Linked DNA regions of Mus musculus: regions 2 and 3 are each linked to region 1. The links are chromatin contacts, called in public HiChIP or PLAC-seq maps. All regions are on one chromosome and are shown on one strand. The core of a region is the stretch at or near the end of the contact, and the rest is flanking DNA. Distances in the headings are between cores, read along the strand shown.

What was found. HiChIP or PLAC-seq counts read pairs in DNA pulled down with a chosen protein or histone mark.
Region 2: an H3K4me3 HiChIP or PLAC-seq map of forebrain shows a contact between it and region 1, with 8 times the contacts expected there. The contact joins the enhancer-like site here to the promoter of Trim35 in region 1. A contact is called at or near these places in 5 of 39 promoter capture datasets (the 3T3-L1 cell line, cranial neural crest, frontonasal cranial neural crest and 2 more), 1 of 15 datasets of contacts at CTCF or cohesin (large pre-B cells), 22 of 484 Hi-C or Micro-C datasets (B cells, the Ba/F3 cell line, the G1E-ER4 cell line and 15 more), 21 of 115 datasets of contacts at active chromatin or transcription factors (bone marrow-derived macrophages, cardiomyocytes, craniofacial prominence and 12 more) and 1 of 9 other capture datasets (embryonic stem cells).
Region 3: an H3K27ac HiChIP or PLAC-seq map of embryonic stem cells shows a contact between it and region 1, with 2.1 times the contacts expected there. The contact joins the promoter of Gulo here to the promoter of Trim35 in region 1. A contact is called at or near these places in 3 of 484 Hi-C or Micro-C datasets (epidermal suprabasal cells, nephron progenitors and trophoblast stem cells), 2 of 115 datasets of contacts at active chromatin or transcription factors (both in embryonic stem cells) and 1 of 9 other capture datasets (adipose tissue).

The regions. Positions count from the first base shown.
Region 1 is chr14:66,295,198-66,298,520 of GRCm38.p6, reverse strand. It overlaps Trim35 (tripartite motif-containing 35), which reads right to left and starts at 1,496. Exons shown (of 6, transcript NM_029979.3): 1 at 972-1,496. The coding sequence starts at 1,451. 1700001G11Rik (RIKEN cDNA 1700001G11 gene) reads left to right here and starts at 1,392. Exons shown (of 3, transcript NR_038077.1): 1 at 1,392-1,712; 2 at 2,377-2,566; 3 at 2,935-3,194.
Region 2 is chr14:66,777,815-66,781,137 of GRCm38.p6, reverse strand. No RefSeq gene overlaps it. Among named protein-coding and RNA genes, the nearest start is that of Gm5464, 89 kb to the left of the region's middle. Within about 2 kb of position 1,802, at least 4 of the 459 cell types and tissues checked have an H3K27ac peak or open chromatin away from gene starts, as enhancers often do.
Region 3 is chr14:66,007,670-66,010,992 of GRCm38.p6, reverse strand. Gulo (gulonolactone (L-) oxidase) reads left to right here and starts at 1,783. Exons shown (of 12, transcript NM_178747.3): 1 at 1,783-1,948; 2 at 2,853-2,954. The coding sequence starts at 1,946.

The DNA.
Region 1 (3,323 bases), core at 247-2,746:
GTATGGAGCTGCCATCAACTGCTGATTCTCAAAAAAAGACATTTCACCAAGTGGAGAAAGGGCGTCTGAAGATCAGGCCCAGTGGGCTCTTACAGTACCTCCTTTTCACTATGTCAGGCTTCCTAGTGGCTAACCCTGGGCCCTCCCAACTGTGGGTCTGACCCGTGTGTTAGTGGCTGATGAAACAAATTTAGCTGTTTCAGTACATCAATGACTTTAAACGAGAAAAGTAACAAGATACTGCCAGAGTAAAATGGACATTTCAGAAACCCTTTAAAAAAAGAAAAATCAGTCAATATGTCAGTATGAATGTTTTGGAAAGCAATGGAGCATGCATATCTAAGCGATTAGGTCAAATTGTTATCGAAAATGTCTGCCTTTTTTTTTTTTTTTTTTCTGTTTTAGAACAAAGACTTTTTCACTGGGCCTGGTGGCACAAGCCTGCAATCTCAGCCACTCGAAAGGCTGAGGCAAGCAAAGAAAAGTTCAAGGCCATCCTGGCTAATTTAAGAGCTTGGCTCAAAATCAAAAGTAGGCTTGGGGTGCAGCTGCGAGGTAAAGTACTTGCCTAGCGTGATCTCCTACAGCCCCGACACCCACCCTTCCCCGCCATGCTAGTTTTGCTGTGTCAGCTGCTCTTGGTTTAATTATAACCACTGGAACTCCAGATATTTGGATACTAAGAGTAAGAGGAGCAAGGCAGCAGGCAAGCGCCACAGGCCTTTCTTACGGCTCTGTAACCCGTTGATCAAGGCACTGCTGGGCAGGGGAAATCTCAAGGCCTTAGAACTCTGCTAGGTCCTGGCCTCTTCCATTTCTAAAATGACCGCGCCAAGCCCAAATGTCTGCAGACCATACTATTCCCCATCGTTGTTCAGATTGGCCTGGACCGGGGGCAAGATGGTTGCTAGGCCTGGAGGAGGGGGAGGGGCAGGCCGGGGGTCCCCAGGGCGGGCTGGCGCGGTGCTCACCCGGAAGTCTTGCGCAGTGTCCTTGATGGGCTGCACACGATGCTCTTGGTGCCGGGCGTCGGCCTGGCAAGCACAGCACAGCAGCTCCTTGTCCTCCAGGCAGAAGAGCGTGAGCGGGGCACGGTGCGCACGGCAGGGGCGCGGGGACCGGCGACCGGTCCAGCGCGCGCCCTCAGCCTCCTCGCGCAGCAAGGTCTCCACCAGGTTGTTGAGCGTGTGGTTGGTGCGCAGCTCCCCGGGCACCGCTCGTTCCTTGCACACCGGACACGAGGGCGTCGTCTGCACCTCCCAGCAGCCGCTCACGCACCGGCGGCAGAAGTTGTGGCCACAGCGCAGAGTTACTGCGTCGCGGAACGGGTCGTAGCACACGGCACACAGCAGCTCCTCTTTGAAGGAGCGCGAAGGCCCCGGGGACACAGAAGGGCCCGGCTCCATCGCAGGAGCAGCCGCCGTCACCACCACCGGTGTCGCCGCCTTCATGCCTAGCCTGCGGGCGTTGTCCCTGCTGAAGATCTGGGAGCTTAAGGCGGCTCCAACCAATCACGGATGGGCTTTGAGGGCGTGGACCCTCCCACTTCCGTCTTGCGCGGGGTCTCCCAGAGGAGGTGTGGTCCGCGATCTCCGTTAGCTCCAAGGCGGAAGGATCTGTCGTCCCACTGCAGTGTCGGGTTTCCGTTGTCAAATAGGAAGTGAAGCCACGGGCCGCCATCCTTAAGCAATTCCCGCTATCTCAGACTCCTGGTATAGATGGGAAGGGATGTCCATGGCTTAACTCCTGAGCTCCCTAGGTGGGGTCTGAACCTGGGCCCAAAGCAGTAGGGGGGGGGGAGGTCATGCAGCACTGGGAATGGTTTCTCAAAACCCTCACATAGGTCGTCCGCTGACTTTGGTCGGGCTTACTGCCACCTCGAGGTAGCGGGAAGACCTGAGGAGTTGAGATTCCCGGCTTGTGGTTGGATAAATGAGTTCCAGTGTAAAATGGTGGTTTCCGTGAAAAGGACGTGTGAGAACGAAATTAATAGGGAAGCATGCTCGTGGCATCTTCATTAAAGTCAGGGTGAGAAAGTCGTGATGAACATGCTTGTAATCTCAGCATTTGGGAGGCTGGGGCAGGAGGATCAAGAGTTTGAGACCAGCCTGGGTTACACAGGGACACTTAAAAAAAAAAAAAAAATCCACTTTGGATTCTGGCAAGAAAGGCAGTCTGAATGTTCCCAGCTGCCCATTCCTAGTTGATATTTGTAACCTTCCGCTGCTGTCTTACCCCAACATACACACTAATTCAGCAAGGCACTGCAGATTTGCAAATTCCTTGGGATCATATGAAACAATTTTTAAAAAATGCACTAGATAAACAATTACAAAAGGCAGTGTGTTTGGGTCTCTTTCCTATTCCTCTTGCCAGAACCACAGACGGGATGGTTTATAAAGAATAGAGGTTCCAGAGGCAGGGATATTCAAGAACTGTGTGCCAGCCTTCCTGCTGCATCTTGATGCGATAGAGAGAGTCACATGCCCAGACAGACAAGCCTGCCTGCTCAGATCTCACTTCTTCCTGTAAAGCCACTGGTGGTGTTTATGGAAAGTCCATGCTGGTAAGTTTTGTCAACTTGACGCAAGCTGGAGTCATTTGGAAAGAGGAAACCTGAAGGGAGAAAACATCTTATGGAAGAAACCATCCATAAGATGGTTCTGTAGGAGGCTTGATTGATTTGGGAAGGCCTAGTCCCCTGTGGGCTATGTCCCTCCCCCCATGCACTCCCTCAACCCCCCCCCCCCCAGGGCAGGTGCTTGTATAAAGAAGCAATCTGAGCAAGCCATGAGGAGCCACCTGTTAAGCAGTACCCCCTCCATGGTGGCCTCTTCAGTTCCTGCTTCCAGGTTCCTGCTTTGAGTTTCCCTGCCTTGGCATCCCTCAACAGACCATGACCCAGAGGTCTTTTGGCCATGGTTTCTTTCACAGGAATAGAGCTAACAAGGACTGGGCTCTGCCCTCATCGCCTCATTTGAAGAACCTCCTTCTACAAGCCTCATTTCAATTAGCAACTCCAATTTAAGGATTGAGTTTCCAAGGCATGGACTTTTGGGTGTCTGCTGAAACCCTGGCAAAGAAGGACGGCATGCCTACCTCCCTTCTAGCCTCCCCTCCTCTTTCTCTCTCCTCCTTTCTGTTTAAAGCAGAGATCAAGGAATAAAAGCAAGGATTGTTCTATGGCATGAAAAGGCAAGGCCTTACTATGTGCTGTCTACCAGGAATCCACTTTACCTGCAAGTGTTTAAGTAGCACAAACAAACAAAGAGAAAAGGCGAGTGCTAATTATTAGTATGGTTCTGTCGATATCAGGTGACAGA
Region 2 (3,323 bases), core at 553-3,052, 480 kb before region 1:
GACTAAGGATGCTTGTAATGTAATTATTGTATCTGTCCGTTGTAGAAGCACTCCTTCCCTGAGAATTAACATCTCCAACTTAACTAGACAACGATGGACTCCTGAAGTTCTGCAAGGTGATCACCAGCTCTGAAAGTGAAGGAGGTTAACTTCATCCCATCTAGGTATTCTTGGGCTCATGTCTGAGCATGATGAAAGGACTCAGTAGTCTATTAGTTTAAGTATAAAGTGCATCCTACAAGGAAGAACCACTTAGGATATCCTTTAAGTAACATCATACCTGAACCTTTAGGAAAACATTCCACTGAGCCATTGGGTTCTCATGGGCCTGCCATTTCTTGGGATGAATCAGTTCTTCATTAGACCAAAGTATACCATTCAGGGCATGAGCTCATCATTACACTTGCATCACGTAAACACATGGATATTCATACTAACGAAGTACTTGCATACAGAAAGTGTAGTCGTGAGGTTAAATTCGTGACTCCTTTTTGTGGGAGAGGTCAAGACCAATTAACAACAACCAGATAACTGCTAATCTCCCCAGGGAGAAGTCCCATGATTCATGTCCAATGTTGGTCTTTGCGTTGAGGGATTAAACAGGGATGGTAATTAGACCAGCTTCCGTGGACAGAGTTCCCATTAATGGATGGATGTCTGCTCAGACCTTCCTGACCACCAGAGCCTCTGCTGTGGAGGAAACCCAGTCACGTGCATGCATGTCTCCACATCGATCAATAGTCACAGATCCACCTTCATATCTGGTCGCTAATCCTCAATCCTGTTCTCTCCAACTCCCTGACCAACTGCTGGGACATTATCTCCTCTACCAAAATCAGTTGAAGTCTCTGCCTCTGACTACCTCTTCTTAGAAGACAGACAATGTGTTGATTGAAGGTTTTCTCTGTCCTTCAGAGCACCATGAAGTGGGCTATTAGCCCATTTCCCGTTCCTGTTTTGCTTGGAACCACCCACCGGCAGGGCCAGAGTCCATTTCTCCCTTTAGTCAACGGCTGAGAAGGAATCCCCACTACGTGGCTGTGCTCACTTGCATTTACTAACTTGAAACAAACTAAAGACACCCAGCAAGAGAAAGCCTCAACTAAGAAGCTGCCTCCATCAGATTGGCCTGTAGGCAAGGTGTTTTTTTCATTACTAATGGATGTGGGAGGGCCCAGACCACTGTAGTCTGTGCTACCTTTGGGTAGGGGGTCCTGGATTGCATAAAAGAAATCGGAGTCAACTACAAAGAACACATCAATAAGCAGCACTCCTCCCTGGCCTTGGCTTTAGTGCCTGTCTCCAAGTTACTGTCCTGAGTTTCTGCCCTGATTTCCCTCAGTGATAGACTGTAAGCTGCAAGCCATGGTGTTCCTCAGAAAGATAGGAAATAGACTAGGCTAGTTTTATAGGTTGGCTTGAGTCAGGGAATGCGAAGATGAGGGTGGGGTGTTGGCCAGCCCGAGGCATCTGCATGGGTGTGTTGTGTCTTTGAAGCTGCTCAGCTTGGATTCAGTCTACCATTAGTACATACACACATACATCCCAGAACTTAAAATTCCTAGCCCTGGGAGGTACTGTGTCCTACCACGTCCCATTCAAAATGGCAGCTCAGGCCACACAGAGCCCCAGGATGTGTCATGGCCAGGGGGTTCAGTCTTTAGCAGGCCCAGTTGTAAGCTGGGAGCCATTTCTGAAGTGGGAAATGTTTGGCTGACAGCGAGAACAGTGCTCTGATCCGAAGCTTCCCAGCCCTGCAGGATGCTGCCGCCACTGAAGCATGTCGGAGTCTTCACACAATCCTGCTGGTTTCCATGGAGATTTCATGCATCATGGACATTCTGGGTCATAAGGCCCAAGCGACAGAACAGTTTGCTTTGGGGGTCTTAGCTTGCCACAGTCACTTCCTTATCCCCAGTCCCCATTTAGTTGAGTAAATGGGTCAGAACTGCACATTTCATTTTATTTTGGTTATCATGTAGCTCAAGCTGGCCTTGAACGTGCAGTGAAGCTGCGGATGATGTCTGCGCTGTGCCACTTGGGACATGGTACAGTTTGAGGTTTGCTGTCCGAGCAGAGCAAGGATGTTGGGCTCAATCTTTCCTACAACAGCAGCTCTTGCTGTGTGTGCCAGAGAGCCAGTGTGGAATTCTGTCATTGTGTCGCAACATTCTAATTGTTTATTCGGGGCATGGAGAAGAAATGGGTAAGGAGCAGTCATTTTCCTTGTACCATTTGGGCTCACTGTACTCTGGACTTGAGTTGAAACTGCATTTGTTAGTTGATTGACACAGCCCCCTTCCCCTGTGAAGGTTATTAGATCACAAAAACTATTTGGGTCCTTAGGAATCAGATGGATTCTCAGGTGGTATCTGATGTTCCCCTAAAGGTCCAGGCATTCCCCTAGGTGGTTGGTCTCATGCCCAAGTTTATTGGATTTGAAATCAATTAAGAGACACAGGACTGGGTAGATCTGTGAGGCCATTTTCAGAGTGGACTGACTGTGGGGAGCCCCTACTCCAGAATGGGTGGCACTTTCTGACAGTAGTCAGACACATAGGAATTCAAAGGGAAGGAAGCATTGTTGCTTTGTCTGCTTAAGTTCACGTCTTGCTATTGGCTCATCTGCTCTGTTGTTACTGCTGCTACCACGCTGACATTGGGACCAAGATTCCTGGGTCTTCCAAAGGTATGAATGTATGTATGTATGTATGTATGTATGTATGTATGTATGTATGTATGTATACCAGAGGCATGCAGTGCCTGAAGAGGCCAGAAGAGGGTTCTGCATCCTCTGGAACTGGAGTTGCAGTGTCTGCAGTCAGACTCTTCATGGTTGCTTCTCTTCGTGCTCCCCATTGTTCCCAGTAATCCTCACACCACACCAACCATAGCCTCCCAAGAATGGAGCACAGCTCCATACAGAGCTGTGGTAATTCTGCTTGTCCACAAGATAAGCCAGTAGGGATTTACGAGTGTTTGGATGTTCTGGAGTGGTAAGCATTTGTGTATAAAATCTATCCTTTAGTGGAGATAGCAGGGCTGGGGGCCTTAACTGATGTCTGCCAGGCTGGTGGCTGATGGTTAATCAGATGGCACACACACACTTCTAGTTTATTATGGTAGGCACTTCACCTTTCTAAATTTGATTTCCAGCAGTAGCCTTCTAGGAAGAGGGAGTCCTTCCCATGGTGACGTCTGAGGACTAGGGTGCGACCTCCTTGCTTGACTCTCTTGTCCTTGAGCACATCTTGGGTTTCTCTAGGGACTCACTTCAGTTAAGACTGGTGGGCAAAGAAAATATGCCAGTGTCTTCATCTGAG
Region 3 (3,323 bases), core at 534-3,033, 290 kb after region 1:
TATTTATTTTTAAAGATTTATTTATTTATGTGAGTACACTGTAGCTGTCTTCAGACACACCAGAAGAGGGCATCAGGTTTCGTTACGGATGGTTGTGAGCCACCATGTGGTTGCTGGGATTTGAACTCGGGACCTTTGGAAGAGCAGTCGGCGCTCTTAACCACTGAGCCATCTCTCCAGCCCCCTAATTTCTATTTAAAGAAAATCTTTCTTACCTCCTCCGAGGGTCATCGTCGGCCTCACATTTCAGTGCCGTGGTGACTCCCCTGCTGGCTTTACAACAGTCAGGGACAAAACAATCAAGGTTACAGTAAGAATGAAACTCAACCGGATTTATTGTAACCAGCACTGGACCAGGACTTCAAGAGTCTGGCCCAGGTCCTTCTCCTTTAGCCATATTTAAGCACCGCAGAATTACTGAGGGGAAGTGTTCAGATAACAATTAACTCAGCTCCGTGAAGGCCACAAAGCTTAAAACAGGTTTACATTGAAGCTCTTGGCTAAGTACCTATGGCTTCATCTGTAAGATGGTTTCTTGCTGAAACAATGTTCGAGATAATGGTCTAGGGATCTTGACTAAGGTAAACATAGCATCTGTGGGAGCTAAGGTTGGCCTGGCCCTAAGATCACACAGAAGTCACTTACACTGTTGTGAATGAAACGCAAGAGACATCAATCATAACATTTAGGAGGAAAGGGTCTGGAATAAGTAAAAGCAGTAAGCCTGGAAGATATGACAGAGTCTGCCTCATCAGACAGCAAAGAATCACCAGACTGTAAAACTACATCACTCCAGCCATTCCAGGAAGAGCAGCCATGCACCTCATACCATGGACCAGATTCACTGCCAGAAACTTTCCTGATTTCTCCACCCTGCTTATCTGTGTGCACAAGGCCTTTTTGTTTTCTACACCAGAGCTTATTTAGTTCTCATGGGTCCTTGGACTCCAGGGCACAGCCTCACCTTCACAGATAACCACCCTCTTTTGGAAGGTGGTCCCTACTCTGAGGTTTTGTTATTCTTAGAATCCATGGTAGCCAGGCGTGGTGGAACCTGCCTTAAATCCCAGCACTTGGGAGGCAGAGGCAGGCAGATCTGTGAGTTCAAGGCCAGCCTGGGCTAAGGTGTGAGTTCCAGGATAACAGGGCTACACAGAGCAACCCTGTCTGGAAAAAAACAAGCAAGCAAACAAACAAACATATCCAAAGTGACTCTATGGGAAATGACTTATTTCCATGCCTTCAGGGGAGGAGACACAAAATGAAGATAGCGGTGTCAGGCTCCCACCCTGCTTTTAGGTACCTTGTAGACCCAAGTGAAGAGTCTGGGTTTTTTGTTTTTGTTTTTGTTTTTTTTTTTTTTTTAACCAAAACAGCCTCCACCTGACTGCTTCAGTAGAATACCGGGTACTGATTCTGAATGGCACTAGACTATACTCAGCTGTCCCTTCCCACAATCACCAAACATAGTGGGGGGTGGGGGGCAGTGTTTGGATGGCTCAGTACAAGAGCTGCATGGGTACCTGGCTTTAAAGCGGCCAAAGTCAGACGCGTAGGCAGCTAGCCTAGGTCTGAGCCTGACAGTGGTGTTTGGCTCTGGACTCCCAAGGTTGGGCTCAGAGCTCCAGCAGTGGGTTTCAGGGGCACAGATGCTGCTGTTTAACCTACACCTCCCGAGCTTCCTTGGAGCTCGCAGACAGAGGGCAGGGGGCGGGACCCAGCTGCTGTTTACAGATTGCCTGGGTCTTGCAGGGGGAGGAGCCTGTTCAACACCGGTTTCCTGCCTTTCTTGGTACCTGTGGCTAAACTTCCAGTCCCGTTCTGCCTGAGGTAACCCAGAGCCGAGGTTGCCTGACCACTGCATCTGCTGCTGCCCAGGGCTTTGTTCAACTTCCTGTGGGAACGCTTCAAGTCAAGTCGTCTGACCCTGTTGATCGCTGGAATCATGGTAGGAATGATAGGGGGTCTGTGAGACCGCCAGTAGATACAGCCGGCTGTGTCCAGGCTGCATCTGTGAGCCAAGTGAGGGAAGGTAAAGTCAGACCAAGGCTGGGGCCATCAGAGGGGCCACTGGGGATCCCCCAAGTGAACTTGGGGAACGGTTGGGGTGTTAGAAGAGATATGAAAGTGGAAGGCTTGGGCTGACCTCTTAATGCCTTCACTGGGCTTCTGTGTGAACTTAGGGAAGACCCTGACTGCTCTGAGCCTTAATTTTGACAGCTAAAAGAAGACTAATGTCCTGTTTCGTGACATTATTGTAAGATCTAATAAGCCAGGACACACAGAAGACCCACCGTATCTGGCTGGCTATACAGTGGTGTGCAGAAAACATGATTCTGATTCCCAGGCTAGAGGCTAAGATGCTACCACCATGGAACACCTAAGGGATACCCCTTCCCTGCCAGGGAAGTCAGACCCCAGCCCTTGCCTCCAGCGCCTTCTCCTCCAGCCCTTTCTCAGACCGCCCTACTTATCTGCTGGGCCATCCATAATGCGCACCTGGAGCAGGAATTGACCCGAGTCCTGGCTTATCAGGATTTGTCCTTGTCTTTGATCCCATCTATCGCTTTGGCCTTCAGAATGGGCAGAATTCCCACCATTCTGACCTGGAGTGATCAAAGATAGCATTAGGATGCTGGGTGTGGGCTGCCAGCTTCTGAGCAGCCGGTGCTGTTTGATCTTCCTAGTGGCCCTTGACCTAAGAACCATAGTAGCCAAAGGGAGCTGGGGCTCTCTGTGCTGTGGCCATGTCCTCTCCTCTTTGTGTCTACGGGGTTTGGGGTTGGTGATGTGACATACAGAGAGGACAGTGACTGCTTGCCTACTGAGACCTGGCTTTCTTCCTGGTATAGGTCCATGGGTACAAAGGGGTCCAGTTCCAAAACTGGGCGAAGACCTATGGCTGCAGTCCAGAGATGTACTACCAGCCCACATCAGTGGGGGAGGTCAGAGAGGTAGGTGCCCATGAACACCACATGGGCTGCCCGGCCTGCAGCCACAACCCTCGCTCTGGAAGACGCTGGATGTGAGGCTTCCTGCTGGCCTGGTTGGGTAAAGGCAAGGCTCTTCTTCCTGCTTTCCCCAGCTCCAGGTCTGCTCCGCAGCCTGTTGTAATGTTCTATGCCCACTTCAAGCCTATACAGCAGTATACCAGGGGCAGCCATGTCTACACTCACCTCTCCAACCTGACCTCTGTAATAAACTCCATGCACACATACACACGTGTGCATATATTTGTGCGTGCTTGGGCACAGGCAGATGTGCTAGCATACATGCCTGTAGACCTATGCACGTGCACACCCATGTACACACCTAGGTGCATA